Regions from separate parts of the Sus scrofa genome. Here region 2 is linked to region 1. The links are chromatin contacts, called in public Hi-C maps. All regions are on one chromosome and are shown on one strand. The core of a region is the stretch at or near the end of the contact, and the rest is flanking DNA. Distances in the headings are between cores, read along the strand shown.

The links. Hi-C and Micro-C count contacts between places; a contact is called where the count stands out from the background.
Region 2: a Hi-C map of liver shows a contact between it and region 1, with 4 times the contacts expected there. The contact joins two enhancer-like sites. A contact is called at or near these places in 6 of 47 Hi-C or Micro-C datasets (alveolar macrophages, embryonic fibroblasts, fetal heart ventricle and 2 more).

What each region holds. Positions count from the first base shown.
Region 1 is chr1:74,963,509-74,969,601 of Sscrofa11.1, forward strand. It overlaps ARMC2 (armadillo repeat-containing protein 2), which reads left to right. Exons shown (of 19, transcript XM_021090841.1): 6 at 409-485; 7 at 3,893-3,946; 8 at 5,568-5,663. Among named protein-coding and RNA genes, the nearest start is that of ARMC2, 43 kb to the left of the region's middle. Within about 2 kb of position 2,238, at least 31 of the 83 cell types and tissues checked have an H3K27ac peak or open chromatin away from gene starts, as enhancers often do. A contact at or near this core is called in liver, where this site is marked.
Region 2 is chr1:74,869,253-74,875,345 of Sscrofa11.1, forward strand. No RefSeq gene overlaps it. Among named protein-coding and RNA genes, the nearest start is that of ARMC2, 52 kb to the right of the region's middle. Within about 2 kb of position 3,184, at least 10 of the 83 cell types and tissues checked have an H3K27ac peak or open chromatin away from gene starts, as enhancers often do. A contact at or near this core is called in liver, where this site is marked.

The DNA of each region.
Region 1 (6,093 bases), core at 988-3,487:
GTGAGAGCGGTTTCTTCTATCTCCTGAATGCTAGGCTTTTGTGAGGCAAGTATACAGTTCTTTCTTATTCTAACAGTGACCTCTTGTGGTGCAGATCCTTAATCTTTCTTTCTTTTTTTTTTTTTTTTTTTTTTTTTTTGTGCAGAGTAAACTTTGGATTTATTTTTTGTTGTTGTTTCTAGTAACTGTATTTCATACTGAAACACAACTGTGACTTGTTTTTAAAAGATAATTCTTCATTGGATATCAGAGGTTGATTAAAATGCGATATAGCACACCAAACTCTTATTTCATAAACAATTCTCTGGGTTCTTCAAAAATTTCATTTTCAGTGACTCCTGACACTTACAAAAAGAGAAATGCTCTGGGTTTTGTTTTGAGTATTGTGTGTACTCCTCTTCCTCCTAGGGACCAGGGCAGGAGGCATTTGAGAGCCTCCTCATGCCCCAACAGCTCAGGCTGGAGCAGGCTGGACACCAGAGCAGGTGAGTCCCCCATTTTCTTAGAGGTCCCCAGGGCTCAACCTCCTCTTCCGCATTCCCATGAGCAGGAAAATCATGTGCACTGTTGACTTAAAGATATGCACAACTTAGGAGTTCCCTTTGTGGCTCGGTGGTTAAGGAACCTGACTAGGATCCATGAGGATGTGGGTTCAATCCCTGACCTCGCTTTAGTGGCTTAAGGATCTGGAGTTGCCGTGAGTTGCGATGTAGGTCACAGACACAGCCTAGATCTGGTGTGGCTGTGGTGTAGGCCAGGAGCTACAGCTCTGTTTTGACCCCTAGCCCAGGAACCTCCATATGCTGCAGGTACAGCCCTAAAATAGCAAAAAAAAAAAAAAAAAAAAAAAAAAGGAAAACTTAAAAGTTGGGAGTTTAGTTTATTGGGAGCAAAACCTGGGCTATAGCCGGGGAGGCCACATTTCAAAGAGCTCTGAAATACCACTCCAAAGAGGTGGGGGGAAATGTCAGTATATATATGCTTTTGGTGAAGGGGGAGGTACATGCAGCCAAGCACACATTTTATAGGTCACTGCTGGTCACAAGGAGCAGATGTCACCGTGAAGGATTTTAGTGCTTTTCTAGATAGGAGGAGATGCAAGAATTGGACTCATAAAAGCTTCTCCTGAAAATATCTACCGGAAGACCTGTTCTGCCAGTTTTCCCAGAGCACAGAGCGTCCTACTCCTGATCTCCATCCTGAGCTCCTTTCAGGGGTGTTGAGGGTCATGCAGCTGCAGCAGCTCATGATTCAATCCATGTAGAGGCAGATGCCAAGTGCCAAACTCCAGTTCATAGCACTAAAGGATCTGATGTTGGCTCACTCTTTGAAAGTGCCAGGAGCTTTGTCCAACTCGGTCACATATCAGCATTTATTTTTTGTAATTTTTCATTATTTTCACAACAGCCTTAGCGCTCTTACCATTACCCGGCTTTAGTGGCTCAAACATATAGAGATTACAATCTTAATGCCTGCACAGAAATTATTGTGTAAAGGCATTTGAAAGATTGCAAAATCTGGCCTCCACATAGTTCTTAAGTTCAAAACTTGAGTCAAAATCATTGCTCAATTAGTTGAAACTGTTTTAATTATATGAAGTCAGCCCTTTGTGGCTTTAAACTGTTTGCTATATAACAATATAAATTACAGGCTAGGAGGGCTTGGGATGTATTCATGCAATGAAATATAGCAGTTAGAAAAACGAACTAGAGTGCACTTATAATATTGAATGAAATGAGTACAGATATAACATTATGTGAAAAAATTAAGTCCCCAAAACAATGGTGTGTATTGTTTCTGGATTCAGATCTATGTGGTAAACATGTAAAGTCAAGCATGATTAAAAAAAATAACCGTTCAATTTGAGTGTTGGTAACCCTTGGGGAGGGGGCTGAATGGGGGAGGTACACAGAGGGTATTAGTAATAAGTATAATGTTTATTTCTTTGAAACAAGGAGAAAAATGAAAATACAGTTAATATTTGACAAAACTGTGGGTAACACAGGTGTTTGGTTATATTCCTTATACATTATATTCCTTTTTGAGGTGCATGAAATTTTACAAAACCAAACAAATATTTGGTTCAAAAAATATTTTCTTCTCTTCAAGACTAATTTCTTATCAATACAACAACTTTTGTGCCCAGTGGGAATTTCTGTAGCACTCAGGAAAATCTTAGACAGACTGATTTCCACGTCAGCATTGTTGCTAAGCCTTTTACATGTCTAAGCTAAAAACAGCAGCCAATGAAGATTGTGTCAAGTTTTTGTGTCCAGAACTCAAAGCTGCGGTTAAGAACTATAACCACTGAGACAGCAAAAAAATCTTCAAAAACATGCTGAAATTTCTGCTCGACTTACCCAATTTCCTGTTGAATCATAATTTTTATATTTAGCAACCTGTGAACCTAGATGAAAGTGCTTTCTAAAATATCAGGTTGTTGCCCAAGACTGAGACAAACTTTATTTATTTATCTTCTGCGGATCTTAAAAAGTAACCATGTGACCCTGGGCTGCAGTTTCTAGGGCAGAAGCCGGGTTCTTGTCGAAGATGGGATTTTTTTGTGGCGAGCAGCGTTGAAGGAGGTGCGTGAGGGGAAAGGCTGGAGCCGGCCACCACTGCTCGCACAGCGGTTCCTGGGAGAGGGTTGAAAGCAAACTCTTGCACCACAGGGTCTGGCTGACTTCTGTTCCGAGAAGAAACAAGTCTTAGAAACATGCAGGAGGGCCTGCGAGAGCCTTTCCTTTCCAAAGGTTAAATAAACTGCTCTGTGATTTCTGGCTCACCCCTGTAATCCAGCTCTTCCTGAGGTGCACATGATAGCCATTGCGTTTGTCCTGAGAAATGGTTTGATAAGCATGTTTTCTCATAGAGCGCGCCTACTAAAGAGCCTGTTACATAGAGGTTAAAACTGCTGATTTGGACCAATTGGACTTGAAGTCCATATTTCTCACATATTTAAGTGTGTCATAAATATGTGTCGATTAAAATATTCATCTGACTTATGATCTCCTGGCTTTCCCCTGGCCTTTATGTAAGTCGATTTTACTCACCATATTCTGGAATTTGAATATGCCCCACACCTGGAAATACAGCAGCTCTGTTTTTTTATACTGCTTGACTAGTCATGCTCACCTTTAGAATCCATACCTGTAACTTAGCAACATTAGGGCAGGCTCATAAAAGTAATGATCCAAAGAGATGGAGGTGGTGGTCTCCAGTCCTCTATCAGTGGTTCTGCAAGCCCCAGAGCTCTGAAAGCTGAAATAATGTTCAAACTCACTGAATGGCGATGCCTGACCTGTACTGCTGGGAGGCCAATTACAGCCTTTATTGCATTAGCACGACTAGCCACACACTTTGCTGCAGGACGCTGTCCCAGAAGACGCTGCTGGCGGTAGCATGGAACATGCAATGTGGACACCAGCTTGCCTGACTAAAATTCAGGTTTTTCTGAATCCCCAGCCACATCTATTCCCAAAGGCTTTGGCTAAGGGATAGTGAACTGGTACAGACTGACTTTGTCCTAGAGACAATTCAACTCTCTGTCATAGTGACTTCTTGCTCATGGATTAGACAAATTCTGTGCGACCTTGCTATGAACCCTGTCGACAGCACCTACGATGTTTAATTCCGGCTTTGTTGACATCCTTTCTCTCTGCTTTTGCTGTCCATGGGCTCTTCCTGCCCTGTGTGCATCAACCCCTGGTGGTATCAGGAAGGTTTGAGGAAAGGCAGGCCTAGACCCATTGCATCGGGGTGGCCATTTCCAGCATGGAGTGCATCGGGGATGGCCTGTGCCCTGGGTGGGATGACTGTCCTGCTGCTCTGGGTGATCCATTGCCATGTGCTTGGGTGATTTAGTATGTGCTGTGTGTTTTTTTCTCTTCAGGAGTAATACAAGTACATGAGAGGATTTGGAAAATACAGGAGCACACAAGAGAAGGTAATAACCCATAATTGCAATACTTGAAGGTTCTCATTGTTATCCCCATTTTACAGGCAAGAAGTGAAGCAACTTGCCCAAAGGCAGCCACTCGGTGGCAGAGCTAGGACTCCAGCCCAGCCAGCGACTCTAGAACCAGTGCTCTTACCACACCTCCCTAGTCTACTTGTCTTACCTTTTCTTAAAACAATCTAAATATATACAGCCTGCACCCTTTCACTATACCCTCTTTTTCCGCAGAAACTTCAGATTGCTGATATGATTTGTAACTCTCCATGGGACATTTTTAGGGTCCAGGCACCCACTGAGGGTACCAGGCAATTGCTACCAGGACTCCTTGAGTCCGTATTGACTGGGTGCCAGGTGAAGGCTCTAGGGGGGGTGCCTTCTGAGAAGGAAGGCTGAGGATTTTGTCTCCAGCCCTGCTTCTGAGCACCCAGCACAGCAGTGCCCCCTCCAGCTAGACTGTCAGCATTTTCCATCTTGAGATCTTGCCTGCATGGAATATAATCATGATCTGGAGTTTCTAATATGATTGACAGTTCTCCCCAAAGTTACCTTTTAGCTTGCCATTTTGTTGCAGGGCACAATAACCCTCGAGAGGTCAAGTGCGCTCTGTGACCTTGGGCACTCTGTGACCTTGGGCAGGTAACTTAACACCCCTGAGCCCACTTTCTTCATATGGAAAATAGTGACAATGTGGAAACCTCCTCAGAGTGTTGTGACAAAATTAGAGAGGGCTCTGGATCTGGAGTACCCAGGCTGTGGGAGCTTTTGGTCTCTTACCGCCTGTGTTCTTGGGCATCTCCTCCTGATGGTTCTATGCAGCCCGATACTCTTCAGACAGTGCAGACCTGTTTGTGGGCTTTTTAATCAGGGAGGTGAAATCCATACTGATTGTTACTAGATGCTAGGCACTGGGCCCCGAGCTTTGCCTGTGACATGTCTTTGAATTCTCATAACCCTGAAGGCAAATGTTTTAATCTCTGTCTTGCTGATGAGGCTCAGAAAGGATAAGAAACCAGACCCCCGTCACCCAGTGCGTCAGTATGGAGTTGGGATTTGAATTGAGATCTGTCAGCGCCCAGAGCTCAGGCTCTTCCCATTGCTCTTCACAGAACCGCTGGCGCGAACGGCACAGACCCCGCAATAACGTGGACATTATTTTCTATAGGAAAGAAAGTCCCTGCAGGCCTGCTTCTCAGAAAAATTTTCACTGAACATTTTCAAAATCCATACTTGCCATAACTATAGTTTTCTGTTTATCTTACATTACAGAGAGATACATTTAAGTAAAAAACAAAAACCCCCAAACTCCAAACTGTTTGCCTCCCTGACAGTGATTTCAACATTTACAAAGCTTAAGACTTTATGCAGTGTCCCAATCAGAGTTTAAAGTTGTGATTTCTTTACATTATCTGAGCTTAATTTGTGTTGATTTGATCAGAAGATATGTAGTTCTAATTTAAATTAGTTGGGCTTGCTGGGGGGCGGGAGTGCCAATTATAATGGAATTCTAGGATTTATTAATTTCAGGGACGGAAAACAAAGACTCGTGGGGGTGGTCCAGTTACAACTCCTTTTTCACAGCTCTTTCTCCTGTTCTGGGTCTCTTTTACAGCCTCACAAGCCGAGTTGCAAGAAAAGGATACAGAAGTAGAAGTAGATGCTTTTTGGAATACAAGGATCGTACCGATTTTGCATGCGTTAGAAAAGGGTAAAAAAAAGTTTTTGTTTTAAATCAAAAATATCTGAAGTTATTTCTATGTTCCCCATTGCCCTGATATTTTCAGTTTGACTACCTTTTCTGTGAATGTGTTCAAAAACAAATGAAGTTCTCTACCCAGTAATGCATGTATTCGACATGACATGTCAACCTGATTTTTAGTGAGTAAAATGATACTCTAAATGCAGCAAGAAAGCCTACTTCTAAAATGCCCCTTGAAATATAAATTAGCACCTCCTCTGCCCAAGGAAATGCCAGTTTGAACTCCCCAGAGTGGCAAGGCAGTTCATGTAAACAGTGAACAATTAAAACAGATGTCAGGCCTCTAAAACTTTGACTAAATCTCCTAGACCGGCAACCTTTGCAGGTGTGCCGTGGTTTTCTCACCCCAAATGTATATAGCTGGCCCTCCGTAGCTGCA
Region 2 (6,093 bases), core at 1,934-4,433, 93 kb before region 1:
AGAACTACAACAAACAATCCAAAAATTTATATGGAACCATAAAAGACCCAGAATTTCCAAAGCAATCCTGAGGAACAAAAACCAAGCAGGAGGCATAACTCTCCCAGACTTCAGGCAATACTGCAAAGACACAGTCATCAAGACAGTGTGGTACTGGTACCAAAACAGACATACAGACTAATGGAACAGAATAGAGAACCCAGAAATAAACCCAGACACCTACAGTCAATTAATCTTCAACAAAGGAGGCAAGAATATAAAATGGGTCTTTTCAGCAAGGGGTGCTTGGGGAAACAGGACAGTCACATTTAAATCAATGAAACTGGAACACACCCTCACACCACGCACAAAAATAAACTCAAAATGGCTTAAAGACTTAAACATAAGACAAGAAACCATCAAACTACTAGAAGAGAATACAGATAGGCAAAATATTCTCTGGCATCAACCATACAAATGTTTTCTTAGGTCAGTCTCCCAAGGCAACAGAAACAAAAGCAAAAATAAACTATTGGGTCCTAATCGAACTGACAAGCTTTTGCACAGCAAAGGAAGCCATAAAAATGAAAAATAAAAAAAAAATTAAAAAAAAAACAAAAAACCTATGGAATGGGAGAAAATAGTTTCAAATGATGCAACTGACAAGGGCTTGATCTCTAAAATATACGACTTATACAACTCAACAGCAAAAAAACCAACAACCATATTGAAAAATGGGCAAAGACCTGAACAGACATTTCTGCAAAGATATACAGGTGGCCAACAAGCACATGAAAAAATGCTCAACATTACTAATTATTAGAGAAATGCAAATCAAAACTACTATGAGGTGCCTGGCACCCCACACCTGTCAAAATGGCCATCAATAACAAGTCAACAAATAACAAATGCTGGAGAGGGTATGGAGAAAAGGGAACCCTCCTTCACTGCTGGTGGGAATGTAAATTGGTACAACCACTATGGAAAACAGTATGGAGGTACCTCAGAAAACTAAATATAGGACTACCATTATGACCCAACTGTCCCACCCTTGGGCATATATCTGGACAAAACTTTCACTGAAAAAGATACATGTGGATTCATGCTTGCTTGCTCTGCTGGAGAGGACTACCTGGCAAGGAACTGAGGATGGCCTCTGGCCATCAGCCAGCAAGTAACCAAGGCACTCATTTCACTCACTTACGGAACTGAACTCTCTCCATAACCACTGAGTGAGTTTGGAGACAGATGCTGACTCAGTTGACCTTGAGATCACTGAGGTCCCAAACAACACCTTGACTGAAAGCATTAGGAGACCCTGAAGCAGAGGCCCCAGCTAAGATGGGCCGGAATTCCTGACCCACAGAATCTGTGATAACAAATGTGTGTTTTAAGTTGCTACATTTTAAGACAATCTGCTACGCAGCAATAGATAACTAATATCTCTCCCTGAAGTCTATTCTGAAGTAGCAGCCAAACTGATGGTGGTAAGAAAAAATCAGATCAAGGCACTCCTCCACTTGAAATCATCCAATGGCTTCCAACCTTACTTGGAGTAAAAACCCAAATCCTGCAATAGCCAATATAGTCCTATCTGAGTCAGCCCCTTCTTAGGTCTCTGACTTTGTCTCCTGTGAGGCTTTCTCTCATGTCTTTGCTTCACACTGGCCATCTGGCTGTTTTTGAACATGCAGGCATCCTCCCTTTTTCAGAGTACTTGCACTCACCGTTTCATCTTCTTGGAAAACTTTTTTCTTCAGTGTCCACATGGTTTTCTCCTTTGCCCTTTTCAGTCTCTGCTGAAGTCTCCTTACCAATGAAGCCTTCCCCATTGACTCTACAAAGTATCAACAATTTCTGTTGCTTACATAGTCTACTTTTCTTCCATATTTTGTCTCCCTATTTATAACATATGACCCAGTACTTGCATGTTAGTGTATTGTCCTTTTCCCTTTACTAAAATAAAAGCTCCAGGAAGGAAAAGACTGATGTATTCACTGCTATATCCCCAGCAAGAGAACAGAGCTCAATACATAGTAAGCACTCAATTTGTTGAATAAATGTATGCAGTTTCCAGTCTTTTTGTAAAACAAAAAAAAAAAAAAAGAAAGAAAAAGAAAGAGATACATGCACCTGTACATTCATTGAAGCGCTATTCACAATAGCCAAGACACGGAAACAACCTAAGTGTCCATTGGCGGATGAAGGGATTAAGATGTTATATATATACACAGTGGAATACTACTCAGCCATAAAAAGAACAAAATAATACCACTTGCAGCAACATGGATGGAACTAGAGACTCTCATACTAAGTGAAGTAAGTCAGAAAGGGAAAGACAAATATCATATGATATCACTTATATCTGGAAGCTAATATAGGCACAAATGAACCTTTCCACAGAAAAGAAACTCATGGACTTGGAGAATAGACTTGTGGTTGCCGAGGGGGAGGGAGAGTGAGGGGAATGGACTGGGAGTCTGGGGTTAATAGATGCAAACTATTGCATTTGGTGTGGATAAGCAATGAGATCCTGCTGTATAGCACAGGGAACTATATCCAGTCATTTGTGATGGAACATGATGGAAAATAATGTGAGAAAAAGAATGATATATATGTGTGTATGACTGGGTCACTTTGCTGTATAGTCGAAATTGACAGCACACTGTAAATCAACTATAATGGAAAAAAATCATTTAAAAAAAAAGAAAAAGAAAAAAGAACTCTTTCCTGAGCAGGCATCTTTTTCAGAACCCAGGTGTTGATATGATGAAAAAGGTATTCTTCTTGCTAATTCAAGTGGAATTCACAAAACCCACCCCAGCACTGGGTTCTACATTTTTTGTTGAGGCAGTTTTTACAAATGCTAATGAACCACTCCATTTGGCAAGGGAGACAGACACAATCCTCAGGCGATTTGACACTTGCTAATGATTGAAATTTCCCTTTGGCTCCATAAACAGTGGGGCCAGACCTGGCAGTGCTGGCTGATTAGAAGCCCCTTGGGCAGGCTTCCCCCAAAGGGCCTGGGACTGGTGTGGTTCTCCACCTGCCTGTGTTCTTGGGTGCAGGGTGATTGCTGTGGTAGGAGAATGAGAAGGTGCATTTTCTCGGTCTCTGTGTTTTCTTCTAACTCTCCGTCCAGAATTCTCTGAGCAGGAGGGGAAGAGGATTCACGCAGGCACACTCCACATCTCTGCCTGTGACTATGTCACAGAGGCTCTGGGAGGCGCTGGGCCAAGGCTGGGGCATATCTGGGGGAGAATGTCTGATTGTGCCCCACTCTGAAAGATGAAGCCCAAATTGGTGTGTGTGTGTCGGTGGAGAGGTGGAGCAAGACAGAGAGGATGAAGAGTTGCATCAACACGACTGCTTTTTAAGAAATGATAATTTGCGAAGGCGTTACTCTGTGTCTAGAGCAAAAGGCCCTCCTTCTTGTCATTTACAGAGCAGTTCTGCAAAAGGGCTTCAAGGCAACTCCAAAACACCTGCCAAGAACGAGGCATCAGCCAGGTCTTCTGACTGTGGCTGGTTCCTGATGCAATTTCTTTTGCTATCAGTTCCACTGCTATCATCTAGTCTCTACCCTTTGTGTGGGGAGGAGGGCAGGGTGAGCAGAGGGATCGTTAAACAGTGGGAAACCCGAAGGAAAAAGCAAAAGAGCCTGGTAGGGGAGTGTGCCCTCCCCTCCAGAGGTCCGCGGTCCAGGAATGATGACGAGAGACTGCCACCTATGGGCCAGCTTCCAGGGGAGCCCACACATGGGGTTTGGCGGGAGAGTGGAAAACTCCACACAGAGGCGTTTTCGGGGAACACTCAGTCGCTGCACCCTCGGCTCACAGACAAAAACACTCTCAGCTCATTCACAACAAACAAGCGTTTTCCTGATTTAAAGAACACTTCTTTTTTTCTCTCCCCTCAAGAACCTGATCTCGCGAGCTGAGTTCTGGGTGTAAAGAAAATAATAGACGCGTCTGGATGCACCCCTACATGAAATAGCTGTTCACATCCTTTGGCTGCCCGGTGCCACAGCAGACATGACTCCCGCACAACACCTAAAAATTTATGGCTGCTTAATAAAAATGAATCGGCACAATGAATCTGAGACAAGCATCGTCTTGATGTGCCATCCCAGCAGAAAAGCCATAGGATAAGAACCATTGGGCAAATATCAAACACATTACAGAGGGTGCCGAAAGGAGAGTGGAATGGGGCACAAAGGAGATGATGAAGTGAAATAAAAGTAGAAGGGGCCTCCCCCGTGGTAATGGTGATGGGATTAGAATGGAAGAGTATAATTGAATCAACTCTGCACCCCTTGTGAGAAAGAAAAAATTAACAAAATTTGAGCTTGTATGAGGGGGGATCTACTGTGTTATAGTGGTTCCAGTGGTCTTTTGATATTTGATGGTCCATGAATAGCAGATTATATTGTTCCCATGCCATTGTAAAATCAGATTTGTTGTACAATACATACACAATGTTGGATTTTTTTTTTTTTTTTTTTTTTTTTTTCCTTTTCAGGGCCGTACCCACAGCATATGAGGTTCCCAGGCTAGGGATCTAATTGGAGCTATACCTGCCAGCCTACGCCACAGCTGCAGCAACACCGGATCCTTAACCCACTGAGAGAGGCCAGGGATCAAACACGCAACCTCCTGGTTTCTAGTCAGATTCGTTTCCACTGCACCACGATGAGAACTCCTACAATGTTGGATTTTGACTGATGGAACATAACCTGACCTCTGATGCAGAGAAGGGAGTGGTATAGGTGTGTGTTTCTTTGCGTATATGAGTTTATGCGTGTGTATAGAAACATGTTTGTGTATATATGAAAGTGCATGTGTATTTAATGGAATAACTCGGGAGGGAATATAGTTCTGTAACTCCAAGCCAAAGGGGATTTAAAGGCCTGATGCACAGCATTGCAGCTCCTGAAGAAAAGCTAAGCCCACCAGGAGGAGCAGCAACCCCTGAGTAGGCTCAAGTTCAGGCCCTGGGGATGGATCAGAGAGACAGAGGTAGGCTATAGAATGTCCACAGAAGTCAGCAGGTGAAAGTGACCCGAGGTGTCAGGTCTATACTTCTGGTGAGTGCCTAAGGAAACACAGGAATGAGTGAATCCATCTGAAGCAGGAAAGAGACTTCCCAGCGCACACCAGGCTAGGTGAGGGAGAACAGCCCAGGACCTGCAGAGGAAGACAAGAATCTGGACCAGAACCACTCTCTTAGCCCCACCTGTTGAGGGTTATTATCATCAGTTCCTTAGGAAAGAGAAACTGGCTATTGATACCAAAACCAAGTGATGTCCTTTAGTGTTCTTTGTACATAAGCGCATACATAGTGCTAAATTCTCAGCAATGGCTTAGTCATTCTTGTTACATTTCATGATGTGTAAAGGCAAGGATCTGTCTAGACTTTGTAGTATTAGGACCCCTGGATTAGGAGGCACATCCCTCTCTGCTTTATAGATGTGAATCATAACCAGGAAGAATTTGGTATCTTTAGTGTATTGGTGAAAAATACGTACAATTGTTTCATTTATTCAACATTTTGTATAGATATCACCTATAAATATTTACCTTGCATCTTTTTAGCTTAGCTTTACGTATTTTAGACTTATCCATGTGGATGATACAGATCTAATTCACTCATGTTATCTGCTGTGCAGTGTTGCATTGTATAAATAATTCCCGTTTTATTTGCCAATTTGACTCCTAAAGATCAGGTAGCTTGTTTCCACTTTTTAACTACTACATGGAATGCTGAAAAGAACACTCTTTTGTTTGTATTTGCTTGGGCCCATGTATCGCTCAAGAACTTCTAGGCCCATAAAGATGGAATCGTTGGTCATAGGTTATGCATTAACTTTACCAGGCATTGGCTGATTGCTTTCTGCAGTGGTTAGATCATATTATATTTCCACTAGCAGTGGATGAAAGTTTTCATTTCTCCATTCTCACAACTGGTATTGTTGCTATTGTCAGAGTTTTAAATTTTTTCACTAATAGGAATGCAATAATATCTTCTGTTTTCAATTTGCATCTTCTTGACTGCTAGTGATGTCAAAGTATTTTCATGAGTCTATTGACCATAAAATGTCCTGTGCTGCTA